Regions from separate parts of the Mus musculus genome. Here region 2 is linked to region 1. Evidence: chromatin contacts called from public Hi-C data. All regions are on one chromosome and are shown on one strand. Each heading gives the region's core, a stretch centred on a gene start, on an enhancer-like site or on the middle of the called end of the contact. The rest is flanking DNA. Distances are from core to core; before and after follow the strand shown. Region 1 overlaps Gm31432 (a long non-coding RNA gene). Region 2 overlaps Gm31816 (a long non-coding RNA gene).

Evidence for each region. Hi-C and Micro-C count contacts between places; a contact is called where the count stands out from the background.
Region 2: a Hi-C map of the N1E-115 cell line shows a contact between it and region 1, with 6 times the contacts expected there. The contact joins two enhancer-like sites. A contact is called at or near these places in 2 of 484 Hi-C or Micro-C datasets (the N1E-115 cell line and embryonic stem cells).

What each region holds. Positions count from the first base shown.
Region 1 is chr9:46,510,463-46,517,059 of GRCm38.p6, forward strand. The region is part of intron 1 of Gm31432 (a long non-coding RNA gene); the gene reads left to right. Among named protein-coding and RNA genes, the nearest start is that of Gm22659, 49 kb to the right of the region's middle. Within about 2 kb of position 1,434, at least 15 of the 459 cell types and tissues checked have an H3K27ac peak or open chromatin away from gene starts, as enhancers often do. A contact at or near this core is called in the N1E-115 cell line, where this site is marked.
Region 2 is chr9:47,277,792-47,284,580 of GRCm38.p6, forward strand. All of the region lies in intron 3 of Gm31816 (a long non-coding RNA gene), which reads right to left. Among named protein-coding and RNA genes, the nearest start is that of Gm39332, 38 kb to the left of the region's middle. Within about 2 kb of position 2,565, at least 37 of the 459 cell types and tissues checked have an H3K27ac peak or open chromatin away from gene starts, as enhancers often do. A contact at or near this core is called in the N1E-115 cell line, where this site is marked.

The DNA of each region.
Region 1 (6,597 bases), core at 184-2,683:
AATACTGATAAACTGCCAGCAATAACTGCCAATTGCACCGAAGTTCATTCTTTCAGGGAGTGCCCTGCCACATCGGGGAAGCGCTCCTGTCTCCAGGAGGGAGAGGATGCATTTGGTGGAGGCAAAGCCATTTCTTCTCTGAGAAGGGCTTGAGAGCAGCCCAGCCTGGTGGGCAGCCTGATGAATCTGGCCTGTGCCTGGTGTTTGAGCTCAGGTTTGGATACAGAGGTAAGGTGTACTTCGATGTGACTGTGGTTCGGTGGGGAGTGCCCATTTCTCAGCCCCAATTTGCATACATATCAAAACAAAGCTTCAGAAACAGAGCCACTCACTGCCTCCCTAGCTGTGTGACTCAGTTTCCTCCCTGGGAGAGAGGGGATTGTACTAGATGGTCCGGAGTGGCCCTTTGGCTTGATTTTAGCTGTCCCTGGCCACTGGCCCGTAGACAGGATGCCTCGCCCATCTTCTGCCCTCTTTATCCACCCCAGTTATAGCCTGGGTACCCTGGCTGCCATCTCTGCCTCTCGGACCCCCTTGACCCTCCCCACATGGCTACCCACTTTGCTGGGTTGGTTATTGCTACAGTTTCCCAGCATTCTCTGATTCTGACTTCTCACTTGCAATCAAGAAACTAAAAATAGAGAGTAAAGGAAGCTCTCCGAGGGGGGTTCCTGGGGGTGGGAAAGTGCTCTAGTTCCCCAGGGGAATGAGACCTCATCACCATCAGAGTACGGGAGGGGGGTTGCGGGGGGGGGGGAATCTAACCCAGACCAGTGACAGAGTTGGAGGCCAGGGGACAGAGGCTTCCTGATCAGCAAGAACAAGGACCAGGCTTGAGAGACAGTGTGTGAATGCTGGAGATAGGCAGGATTAAGCAGCAGCCTCTGGGTCTTTGTGCAGGAATCCCATTGTATCCCCAGCACAAGAGACCCTTTCCCTGAGCCAAGTGAGGGGCTGAAATCTTGGGACCAAGGTCCACCCCCATAGCCTGGGCAGAGGGGCTTTGTGTTCTAATTCATCCGCCAGGAGAGGGCACCCTGTTCTAATTTTCACAAAAGTGTGCTCCATGCTCGGGGAAGCATCCTGGAGAACGTTCTCAGAGTTATCCTATTGTGCTGGTAGACAAGCAGGACCCACGTGCCCTGATCAGGGATCTCTCCTTCAGAGCCTTGGATTTTAAAGGAGTGGGCATGGTGTGATCAGGTGGGGTGACTTGGAAGCAGTGAAGCTGTGTCGGGGCGGAGACCTGGCTTCTCAGACTTGCAGGCTTTGGGGGCTAGGATGAGGAGTTTGGCCCACTGGCATGAGCAGAGAAGGGTGCTGTGGGATCTCAGACACACAATTTCAAAACCCAGTCCACCTCCCTGTCCTGGGAAGAGCACCCTGGAGATCTGAGGAATGTGCGAGTCTACAGCCATCCTACCCTAGACGTGCCTGGCCTTGTCTGAAAAGCGAGTGAACTCCTGCAAGTAACTGCTGGTTTGGGGATACACCTGACTGTGGAGTCTGGACCCCTGGCTGCAGTTCTGGATATACTATGTCCATGGGCTCACTGCTGCTTTTTCCTCTGACCCTCAGTTGCCTTCTCCTGTCCAATCGTAGGATAATTGCCCACATGCTCTTGAGCAGGCTGCATGGGGGTTAGAACTTTCATCTCTTCTGCACAGACAGAGGCAGTGCCTGGACCTTATCTTCTGAGGAACAGTGCAAAGGGATGTTATCACCACCCTTGCTTGGCACTGCCTTAGAAGCAGCATGCTTAGCTGGGACTGTCATCAGGACCCATGATGCTTTTCCTCCTGGGGAAGAAATGGCTGGCACTGGAACCCCAGGATATGCCAGTGTTTGTACCAGAGATCCAAATCAAGATAATGTCTTTCCATCTCCTCTCCATCTTTTGAACTCTTCCCAGTTCCTTTACCAAGCACATTTCTATCACGGGACTTGGCCCTCAAACACGTGGTGACATCAGCAGGGAGAGAGGGCAGGGTGGAGCTGAACCCTGCCACTTGTGGTGCCCCGCCCCATCCCTCCCCCCACTAGCTTTTCTTAACCTTGTCCACGAGGCTGACTAACTTCTTGTACTTAGCATAAGTGCTTTTCTCTCTCTCCACTTTGGGAAGATTGAAGGCCTTCTAGAGAATGGGGGGCAAGATGAGGGTGACCCCAGGTTTCCAAACACGCTTACCTCATGTCCTTGTCTTTTTCCATCCTGAGCAGGCCATCCATTCAGGACTGCTCTGAGGTCAAAGGCTGTTCTGTACTCCCCAAGATTGTCTTGGACTCTTTGGACAGCTCTGTCCCTGTATTTGAGATGAGTTTAGAGGAGACAGGACTCTATAATTTTCTGTGTGGGATCCACAAAAGCTACAAGCCCAAGTGGGCAGGCAGCCCAACAAAGGCTTTTAAAAATTACCATGTGCTGTCCTTTCCTCTGATTACAAAAGCAATACATATTCATGGTAAAAATTTTGGGAAATACAGAAAAGCACAAAGGAAAAAAATCATTCATATTCTATGTTCCAGAAGCAACCATTATTAACATTTGAGGTATTCACCTTGTCCTTCCCTTTCTCGTGGTCTCTGCATCTCTGTCCTTTAACAGAAGCTTCATGCAGCAACACTGTTGTGTCACCTGCTTGGTGATAGTGTACCAGGAGCATTTCCACATATAGTAAAAGCCATTTGATGAGTGTGGCCAGGTGTTTGGTCAGGGAAATGGCATGGGGTGCGGATGAGGGTAGGGGTGGTGGAGGCCATGACAGCAGGACTGTCAAAGGAGGTCTCAGTGCTGATAGATCTGGCTCCTTGGCTTCCAGACCATCAAATCCATCAGCTGAAAGAACAGCCCTTGAGGTAGACAGCAGGAAACCCCGTGACCTGAGAAAGGTAGACAGTTGAGCTAGCCATAGCATTGAAGATTGGTTACTGTATTGGCCACCTTCCTCCACAGGTTCTTGTCCTGGCCACAGCAAGCTAGCAGGAGGTAGGCAGGACTCAAGGTCATAATCACTGCTAGGCTGTAACAAAATAGGCTAGGCATGCTAACCTGGGAGACAGAGGCAGGAAGATTTTGAGTCCAAGGCTGCCCTGGACCATATAACAAAGGCCTGCTTCAGAAAAGGAAATCAAACCAAACCCCAAACACCCAACAATGATAAAACAAAAAGAAAGCACTGTAGTGTATACTAGGAATACAGCTAAAAAGGTGAAGGTCTGCTTTAATACCACTTGGGGTGAAGAAGGATGCTGACAACATTTCCAATAGTGCAGGCTGAATACTGTAACAGGTGTGGTGGCTTGAATGAGAATGGCCCTCATAGGCTCATGTTTAAGTACTTGGTCCCGAGTTGGTGGAACTATCTGGGAAGGATTAGGAGGCGTGGCTTGTTGAAGGAGGTATGTTACTGCTGGCAGGCTTTGAGGTTTCAAAAGACTCATATCATTTTGTCATTTCTCTCTGTTTTCTGTTTGTGCTTGGAGATGCGAGCTCTCAGTTTTTCCTACCTCCACACCTTTGCTCTGCCATCATGGATTCTAATCCTTTGGAACCATAAGCCCACGTAACTGTTTTCTTTTATAAGTTGCCTTGGTTGCAATGTTTTGTCACAGCAACAGAAAAGGAACTAGCGGACAGGATACCTTGGGGTCATTGTGTGTTATAGAGCTTCAGTTTTGCTGAGCAATGAATACAAGTCTGGGATCCTCAGCAAGCCAAAACCCTGAACAAATAACCGTGGGACACTGGTCTTTCAAATGCAGGAATCCATGCCCATCTCATCAGCATACCACATTAGCCTTCTGTGAAGCATTCTGATCGGGCCAGCTGACTTCTGATGAGCCCATCTCTATCTGACTAGGCTTTTACTGTCTTCAAACTCCACTCAGCAAACCTAATAACCGAGGTTAAAAAAAAATCACAAAGGACAGAACCTTTTTTTCTTTTTTGAATGATGTACATTAGTGGATGGCAAGCATATGAAAAGATTTTCAACATCATTGACCACTAGAAAAATATAAATTGAAGCCACATGAGATAATATGTTCTATGCCAGATAGAGGAAAGATGAGAGAGAGAGAGAGAGAGAGAGAGAGAGAGAGAGAGAGAGAGAGAGAGAGAGAGAGAGAAGGGGAGGGAAGAGTTGGTAAAGAAGTAGTTGTAACTTTGTGTTCCATTGATAGGGATGCAGAATGGTAAGAGCCTATTTAGAAAACAACACCACTCTTTAAAAACTGAAAAAACAGAATCACCATGTGTTGGCAATTCCCTTTCTGGGGACATTTTTATAAGGACTGGAACGGTTTTGAAGAGATGCTTACATATTCAACTTGCAGCAGTGATGCTCACCACAGCCAAGGCATGGGAGCAACCCTTACGTCCACAGACAGATTAATGGGAAACCAGAAGGTGTTCCATACATAAGAAGAAATTCTACTCAGCCCCAAGCCAGAGAATATTGTTCCATGCTCCAAGCAAGGTAAACCTTGAAGATGTTATCGTGAGATAAGCAGCTTGCAGAAAGACAGAATGGTTGACATAGCTGATTTGTGCTCACAGTTTCGAACAGTTCCACTCCCAGTTCCTGGCTTCATTCATTCTGGGCCTGTGGCGAGGATAAACATCATGATGGAGGGAGTCTGTGGAGAGGGAGCCATCCAGATATTTACCTCATGATGGGAAGCAGAGGAGGAGGGAGAGGAGGACGAGGAGAAAAGAGAAATAGAGGTCAAAGACAAAACAATCTTAATTGCTCACCCTCATCCCCCAGTGACGCTTCCTCCAGCTTGGTTGCATCTGCAGAAATTTCCAGAACTTTCCCCTATACCAGTTGGGGAGCACATGCATCTTGGGGGGAACATTTTGTGTTGGCACCACAGCAATGGGGAATTTAGAGTGGTCAAATTCATAGAGGTTGAAAGTAGAATCGGGCACCTGGAGAGTGGGGCAAGAGGAAATGGAGACTTGTTCAACAAACATTGGTGTCAGGTTTCCATTCTGGACACGGGTTGTATGACAGGCAGGTAGGTATGTAACACTATTGAGTTGTGTACTTAAACATGTGTCTTAGTCAGGGTTTCTATTCCTGCACAAACATCATGACCAAGAAGCAGTTGGGGAGGAAAGGGTTTATTCAGCTTACACTTCCATACTGCTGTTGATCACCAAAGGATGCAGGACTGGAACTCAAGCAGGTCAGAAATCAGGAGCTGATGCAGAGGCCATGGAGGGATGTTCTTTACTGGCTTGCTTCCCCTGGCTTGCTCAGCCTGCTCTCTTATAGAACCAAGACTACCAGCCCGGGGATGGTCCCACCCGCAAGGGGCCCTTCCCCCTTGATCACTAATTGAGAAAATGCCCCACAGCTGGATCTCATGGAGGCACTTCCCCAACTGAAGCTCCTTTCTCTGTGATAACTCCAGCTTGTGTCAAGTTGACACACAAAACCAACCAGTACAACATGCTTAGGATGAGAAATTTATGTCAAGTTTGTTTAACTACATTAAAAAAAAAAAAAAGCTGATGTTATTCTTGCCTTCTCTGGCCAGCCCAGCACGGGAAGGTTGCCCTTTCCCTAGAACTCTTCTCTGGGAATAAGTGATTATTCTCAGCAGCTGGTTTCATCTTCCTGTGATATTCGAGATTCCTTTTGGGCAAGTTGTTTGAAGGTAGGGATAAAATCTTTACCCCTTTACACTGTCTCAAGCCTAATCACGGTTCAATTAATATCTGCTGACTGGATTGTCACTTCCCTTGATGTGTTTTGGTCAGTGGAGCGGGCGGGTGATGGATGGAGAGAGACGCAGAGGAGAGAGTGCCTGGCTGAGGGTCTAGCTTCCACTTGTTGACTGTGAATTGAGTAGGCAACTACATCCCGCTGTGGTCAACCTCACACATATTCACATTATTTTCACTGGCACATAGACGGGGTGGGTGCAGTGAGGACGTGAATTAGGTCAGTCGTAAGAGAATGGTGTGGTGGACGCTGAAAAGTCTGAGGTTGAAAAATGTTGGCAGGCATTAACCCGACCCACCTGAGACGTGTACCTACTCTGGAAAACAACCCCATAACTCTCCTCAGCCATCCAGCCCAGTGTCTTGCAGATCTTCTGCCAGGAAACCGTCCTCTTGACCTCTCACCCCTGCCCCTCCCACCTCCCTGTAAACTTCTCCTCTGTGGAAATGGAGAACATTGCCTTGTCACCTTATCCCTGGCACACTCTTTTAGAAATTGGACTTTAACTGAATAAAGGTCCCTCGCGTAAGGTAACTGTAATTTTCCTCTTTGTTGGGTGGTTCCTCTGTTAAATTAATTGTCTGGTTCTCCTGAAAAGCAATCTTTTCCCCCAGTTCATGTTCCGTTTTTGACCTAACATGGCCATTCTTGGCCTTTTGAATGGGATTTGCTGCTGGTCGGGAATTACATTTCCATAGCAACGCTGGCAGCCATCTTAAAAGTACTCCTCCCCTCCACCCCCACAGCCCGATTTTAACGTTCTGCCATCCCTCTCACGCAGACAGGTGGCTTGCTTGGGCATAAGCCATGTGTGTATTTATTCTCATTTAGGCAGGGCAGACAACAGCAACGGCAACTCACA
Region 2 (6,789 bases), core at 1,315-3,814, 770 kb after region 1:
TAGATTGTACTGCCCCCTCTACCCCTCACACTCTTCATGGTAAGGGCTACAGTGTCTTCTCTGGGGACCAGGTCCTGTATGCTTCTAACTTGTTGCACTCTAAGAAGGAATGAAGGAAGGAAGTGAAGGAGGAAGGGATGGAGGGAAGGAAGGAGGGAAGAAAGGAGGGGGGAAGAAGGAGGGAAGAAGAAGGGAGGGAAGGAAGGAGGAGAGAGGGAGGGAGAAAGGGGAGGAGGGATGGAGGGAGGAAAGAAGCAAGCAAGAAAGAAAGAGAGAAAAGAAAGCCAGTTGAACTCTTCTCTACATCCTTTGTGTAATCTATGTGGAATTTGCCAGTTTCCCCTCTAAATTGGGGGAAGATCTGGGAGGATTTGGAAGAGGAGAAAGAACAAAGAATGTGATCAAAATATATTGTATGAAATAGTACTATAATATAAAGATGTTCTGCCTCTACAGCCTATGATGACACATGTCTGTATCCCAGTCTATGATGACACGTGCCTGTATCCCAGCACTCTGAGTTTCAGGCAGAAGAATTAGAGGTTGCAGGCCAACCTGGGGTATACAGTAGGACCATATATAAATAAATAATTGAGTAAGTTAATACATGAAACATCGGGAGAATGACTAGTTCTGGACTAGCTTGATCTATCTATGGAGATCCTGTCTCAAGAACCAAAAGTTAGGTCTCCATACACTACCAACCTCCTTTGCCAGCATCATCTATGGGTCCTGGAAGCTGATTACACCTCAGACTAAGAGAAAGGGGTATTTCCGGCCTTCTAACCTGGTTTCCAGTAATGTTCCTTCCACTGTAGCGACCTCTCATGGCGAACACAGCAGGGCCTTCAAACAAAGTCAAAGCCAAGACAAAACAACAAAGGCAGAAAGCAAACTGGATTCCATCCAGAATTAACCCCGAAATATCACAATCTTCTGCTTGAGAGTGAGGATAAACAGATGTCTCTCATCCCAACAAATGAAAGGTCCCCCCTCAGACAGCGCGTTATAATTATTAAATAACTTCCTCCATTTGTTCAGGATCAGTTGCGACCTCATTACCTGGATCCGAAGATAATATCTCTAAGTCCTGGGCATAAATCCAAAAAGGTCATTATTAACAGAAGAGTCCCCAAATCTGCAGGAAAAGGAAGAGCAGCAGTAATTGAGGAGGCAAAGCATTTCACCCAGACCTTTGCTTCCAGTCGCTGTGGCAATAGCAATCAGCTTCCCTGGCACTCCTGACTGGTGGACACACAACTGCTAGTACTGTGGATGGTCTCAAGCCTTGTGAGTCTCAGGACTTCGAGGGCAGGGTACTAAGCTGACTTGAGGGTGATTTCCTTATCATCACTCCTTGTGAAGTCAGGTCAGAAACCAAGGATCAGATCACTGGTCCCTTGCACTGACAACCCATTAGACGTTAGGAAGAGCCAGGGGGAGGGGCCCAGGTATCCTTCGACTCTCTGATCTTGGTTTTTGAGAGCCCCCTGGATCTGGATCATAAACCAGCTAATCCTGAGGTTCAGGATTAAGAGGATGGTCCCTATCCTTAAGCCACCTTGGATTAATCCATCCACCAATCAACAGGCAGCTTTGAACTGCTCCTTTCCAGCTGAGCCCAGTTGACTAGGAGCCGGTCCACATCTACAGAAAGATTAGACTTTTGCTAACTGACAGAGGAGAGCCAAAGTCTTAGCAACCTCACTTCCCCGCCTTTCTGTCTTGCTTTATCCCTGAAGCCATGAAGTACAATAGCAAAGACATTAAGGTTAGGCTCGGGAGCCAAGCCAAGTAGGACCTGCCACTCATCCGCTGGAAGGCTCAGGCAAAGTTCCAAGCCTCCATCCCTCTTCTGTGAAATGTGTCGTCATCTTTGCCCTGCTTTCCCAACACTGCCAAAGGATGAGCAGTGTCCAAGATAAATGGGCTGTGTGGGACTCATCCATATTTTGACCCTACCCTATCTTCTTCCACGAGCCTTAATCATCTTCACCCCACACCCAGTGTGATGGTAGCTCGTGAGCTCCTGGAGCTCTGGGGATAGCTACCTAACACCAAGCCGTGCCACACAAGCAAAACTATTTAAGGTCATGAAACATCTAGTGAGTCTGGAGGATCAAGATGGGGCTCCTCTTAGGTTTCTACCATAAATGCATCGGACGGATCTAATTAAGCTCAGACCATCACATTACCACTCCACCCCAAGCATCAGGGGCACCAGCCTAGACCCAGGGTGCCCCCCAAATGTACCTGATAATTAAAGCAATTTCTGCCCTGCCTGATCCCACACACACACCATCAATCTCTCCCATTACTGGAGAGGCAAACAATAAATAATTTAATAACTTGGGTCGAGTAGAATCTGGTTCCAAAACAAAGCGTTTTAATTCTCCAGTGCGCTGGCTTTCAGCATTACTGTAATCCCATTTCCCTTCACTTGACTGGGCCTTTTGCTGCTTTTTAGGCTTCTCGTATTTCTCCCCAAGTTTTCCCCATGGGGCCCTGACAGCTGCATTATAGCAGGGCCTGGCAGCCAGCATGACATCACTTGCTGTTCAAATCAGCAGCGGCTGGACTCATTAGCCTAGCAAGCTGCCCTCTTGCCTTGAAGACCATGGAGACCCATCCATGAAGCTGCAGGCAGGAAGGCCGTGCTGGACATCAGGGCCCTCTCCCTTTCCCAGCATCTTTTCCTGCCTATTCCTGAGACCTTCCAGTTTCTGGCAGCCCCGGTTATGAGGAAAGGCCTGGAAAGGGGAGCAAAGGAAGAGGGTATGACAGGTGACAAGCCCTTGCTTTTCAGAGTCCTTTCTAATTTCCATCATGCTCCCTCTTGGCACTGAGGCTTGGATCGTCCTCAGTCTAGGAGACACTCTCAAACTCTAAAGAGGGGTTTGCCTTTGCTACCTTGTAAAAGATAGCCAGGACTATGACAAGCACAGACCAGGGAAAGTCTCCCTGCCGGCTCCTCCCCGCCCCGTCCCCACCCACCATCTTCCATCTTTCTTCTTTCCCAGCAGCCAGAATGGAATATGCTGATTCGAGAGTCTGGTGCCCTTGCCTGAAGCCAGGGGGCCAAGGAGCAGCAGCTGCTGGGGAGGAGCATGGGTAAAAGGAGCCGCACCAATGGAGCCTTCGTTTAAATAAAGAGCAGGGGAGCATTGTGCTCCATTGATTACGATTTTTTTTTTCTGAATGTTGTGACATTTGCAGGAAGGCTAATTTATTCAAGCATGGAAATCTTTAAAAACTTAATTAAGTTATTTCTGTGATTTTCCATGCCTTATTGTTTCGAGTTCACATTTACTTTCATCCTTGTTAATAAAAAAAAATAATAATAATAAAAATGGGGAGGGGGTGGAGAGGAAGGAAAGAGAAGAAATGAGCCCTCCAGCACCTTCCGGACTGTGTTTGATGCTCTGTTCTCCAACATGAGGTCTCAGAGCAGCTGGGGCTTATGGAGTAGGAATGTCTCCTTCAGGGTCAGGCTCCAGGCCCCAGGCCCTTGGAGATGAGTTCTCCCAGTCCCTTTGTCTAATGGAGAACCCAGCTTCATCCTGAGGGCATTGGCATAAGCAGAGGTAAGTATAAACCATGGTGAGTCTCACAAGGGACAATGTCATCCTGCCATTTGGTGATTGTTCTCCAAAGCAGACTGGGTACTGCACTCTGGAGGGTGTCCCGGGATGGAATGACTAGGGTAGCCTGATGAATGGCAAGAGCAGAATCCAAGAAGCAGGACCCCATCCTCCAAGAACCAGACGTCATTCATACAGGCGTGACCATAAAGAATTGCTTTTCTCTCTAGCCTGAACCCAGAGTCCCTAGGGCCTTTGTCCATTCCTATCTCCAGCAGGTAGTGCCAGGAGTAGCCATGGAACCTCACGCAGTGATGGATTCAATGTAGATCCTACCTGAGTCACTAGGGATCTCAGAGCAAGAGGGATCTCAGATGCTGAGGTAGGTATGGGACAGAGCCAAAGGAGAGACTTAAATGAAAACACAGTCAGGATTCCTACCAGGAAAATAAAGTCTATGCTGTCAGAGAGAATAGGTAGGTCTACCTATACTCAACTTTCATTTCCACAAAGGCATACCTGACAGGATTCTGGAGTCAACGTGGCTCCACACTGAAGAATTGAGAAGTGGGTTGGCTGGAGGCTGAGTTGGAAAGAAGGCCACTCTAGAGTTTGATGCTGGGAAGGATCTGGTTAGAACAGGTTAAGAGGAGGCAATTACTCTCAGCTGCCAATGCAGAAAGACAAAGGGGAAGTATTTAAGCACGGGGCAATGGGGAGATTTCAGGCTAGGCTCACTACCTTCATCCCTGGGCTTGCCTAGAGAAAACTTCCAGGAAGGTGACAAACCCAGAGCAGACAACATTAATATTCTCTACTGGGGGGAGGGGGGCTTCTTGATGTCCTTTATTTCACTCCCTCTAACTTCTCTGGAGTATCAGCTCTCTGAGAAAACATAAAAATATTCCTGTTATCTACATGGGGCTATGCATTCTGCCCCAATTCCTAAATGTATTATCTGCTCTAAGTCATAAGTTGACTGCCTCTGCTGGGACCAGAACCCAGGTCATCTGTATGCCAATGGCATTTGCATGTATTATTTTTAAGTCATTAGTCTCTGCCTGATATTCTGAGTCAAAGAGTTTAATAGGAGAAATTTATGGCTTGTCTCCTCCAATCAACACAATAATTCATGGTTGTGTTGCGTGTGCTACACTAATGGAGATTGCTTTCAACTGGGTGTAGGGTGTTTTAATCCCCCTTCAATTCATTAGCCAGTTCCTCCCGAAGCATTGAGAAGAACAGCAGCTATTTCCTTCTACCCAGGCTGGCTGCTAACACAGTGGGTCTCCAAGTGGGGTCCCCTAAGAGGCCTGCAGGTGGTCTGCGTGCTAAGCCAAATGGAAAGTTATACAAAGTGCTTTTTCTTCAAGCAGATCCCCAGAGCAGATTTGAATCTACATTAAAAAGGCCCAAATTGAACATTTTCAAAACTATAAGCACTTTAATGGTTATTTTTACATTTGCAGAAGTAAGATGATTTTTAAGGTGTTTGTACCGACAAGAGATAGGTGTGCAGTACCTAGAGCCCAGACCCTCTGCTGCTGAGCATGGCTGAGAGTGGGGTGTTCAGAGTCTGCTGTGTTAGGTTGTCTGGGCATGTATTCGCTTCTTAAGAAAGACAGCCAAAGTGCCAGAGTTCGGCTGTCAGTCCCTCCATCTCTTCCCAGGCTCAGTAGTAAATAAAGCGCCTCATCTCCAGCAGATTCCGTGTACTGTTGTGGGTAGCAATGTAGATCTCTGTTTATGTTATATCACTCCAAGCCTGGATGTTCTGTGTGGTGCCCAAGCTTATCTCCTAAGAACCTGACAACCAGGAGAGAGAGAGAGAGAGAGAGAGAGAGAGAGAGAGAGAGAGAGAGAGAGAGACAGAGACAGAGACAGAGAGACAGAGACAGAGAGACAGAAGAGAGAGAGAGTCAGAGACAGAGAGAGAGAAAGAAAGTCGGGGGAGGGGGGCTCTCAAGCCTCCATAGGTGAGGGAAGAGAAAAGAGCAACAATCAACAGAAGACACTGTGGGCATGTTAGCCTTGGTTGAATTCACTCAGTGAGAAGAGTTGAATACACTCAGTGAGAAGGGGAATGAACAGGAGAAGGGATTTCTCTCTAAGCCCATTGAATCCCCACTCTCTGCCATGCCCAGCACTCCAGTGTCATCAATATCACTCATAAGCCCTTTAACAAGATGTTTAGTTCTTGGGCTGCTCACTGGCTCTCAGGTAAACTGTTTTTGTTTCCTGCATGTCCTGCCTTGTCCCATCCAGGATTTTAGGCAGCTCCTCACACCATCTGGTAGACCTCCAGACCCTCTATATGTTATGTCCTCTTCACATTAGAACAAAAACAGAGTCCTTTGTCTTTTTATCTCCTCAGCACCATAAGCTAGACTCTAGAATTCTCCACAGTCTTGATCTGACCTCCTCCTTCTCCCCAGTCCTGTTTTGGTTGTTCTTAAACCATGGCATGCAATCAAACTGTCTAAGGGTTTGTAGAAGCAAAACATTGGCCTAGGACCAGAGCTGTTGACTCAGTGGGTCTTGGGGGGACCTAAGACTGTGTTTTCCTAACAAATTCCCAAGTGATGAGAGAACTCACTGCCTGGCATGAGTCATGTCTACGCCAGGCAGCTTTTGAGCATGCTTGCAAGCATCCTTCTGTGTTGTGCATCCAGGGCCACTCGGGTGGTAATGATCTCCTTATCCACAGTGACAGAGTCAAAAGGATCCCCCATTCTGCCTGAATGGCACATCAGGCTCAGCCACTCCCCAACTCCCCCCCCCCCCCACATGCCGGTGGCTTTTTCTCTCTTCTCTTCTCCCACTCTCTGTGTCTTCCCATCCATCTCTGTCTGCCAGATTCTCACATCCAGGCTTCCGCTGGCATCTCTCCATCATCCTCATCCATCTAACTGGGTGGATATTTACATTTCTAGAGCCCAGTTGTGTTGTCATGGTTCTTCCTCCTTCAGCCAAACAAGGATTTTTCTCTCAAATCTACTTACAGGCTAATAGGGGGTGGGGTGGGGTGCTGTCCCCCAATCTGAGGAACCTCACTTGAGACTGTTTATTTTTTTAAGAACAAAGAGTGACTGTGGCAGGAAGAGGGGGCAGACAATCCCATGCCGTACCTTTGCCCACAGATATCTCTCTGGCCTGCTTCTTCCTATTCAGGGACAGGCTAGAAAATAAACAGGCCATTTGGTTTGGT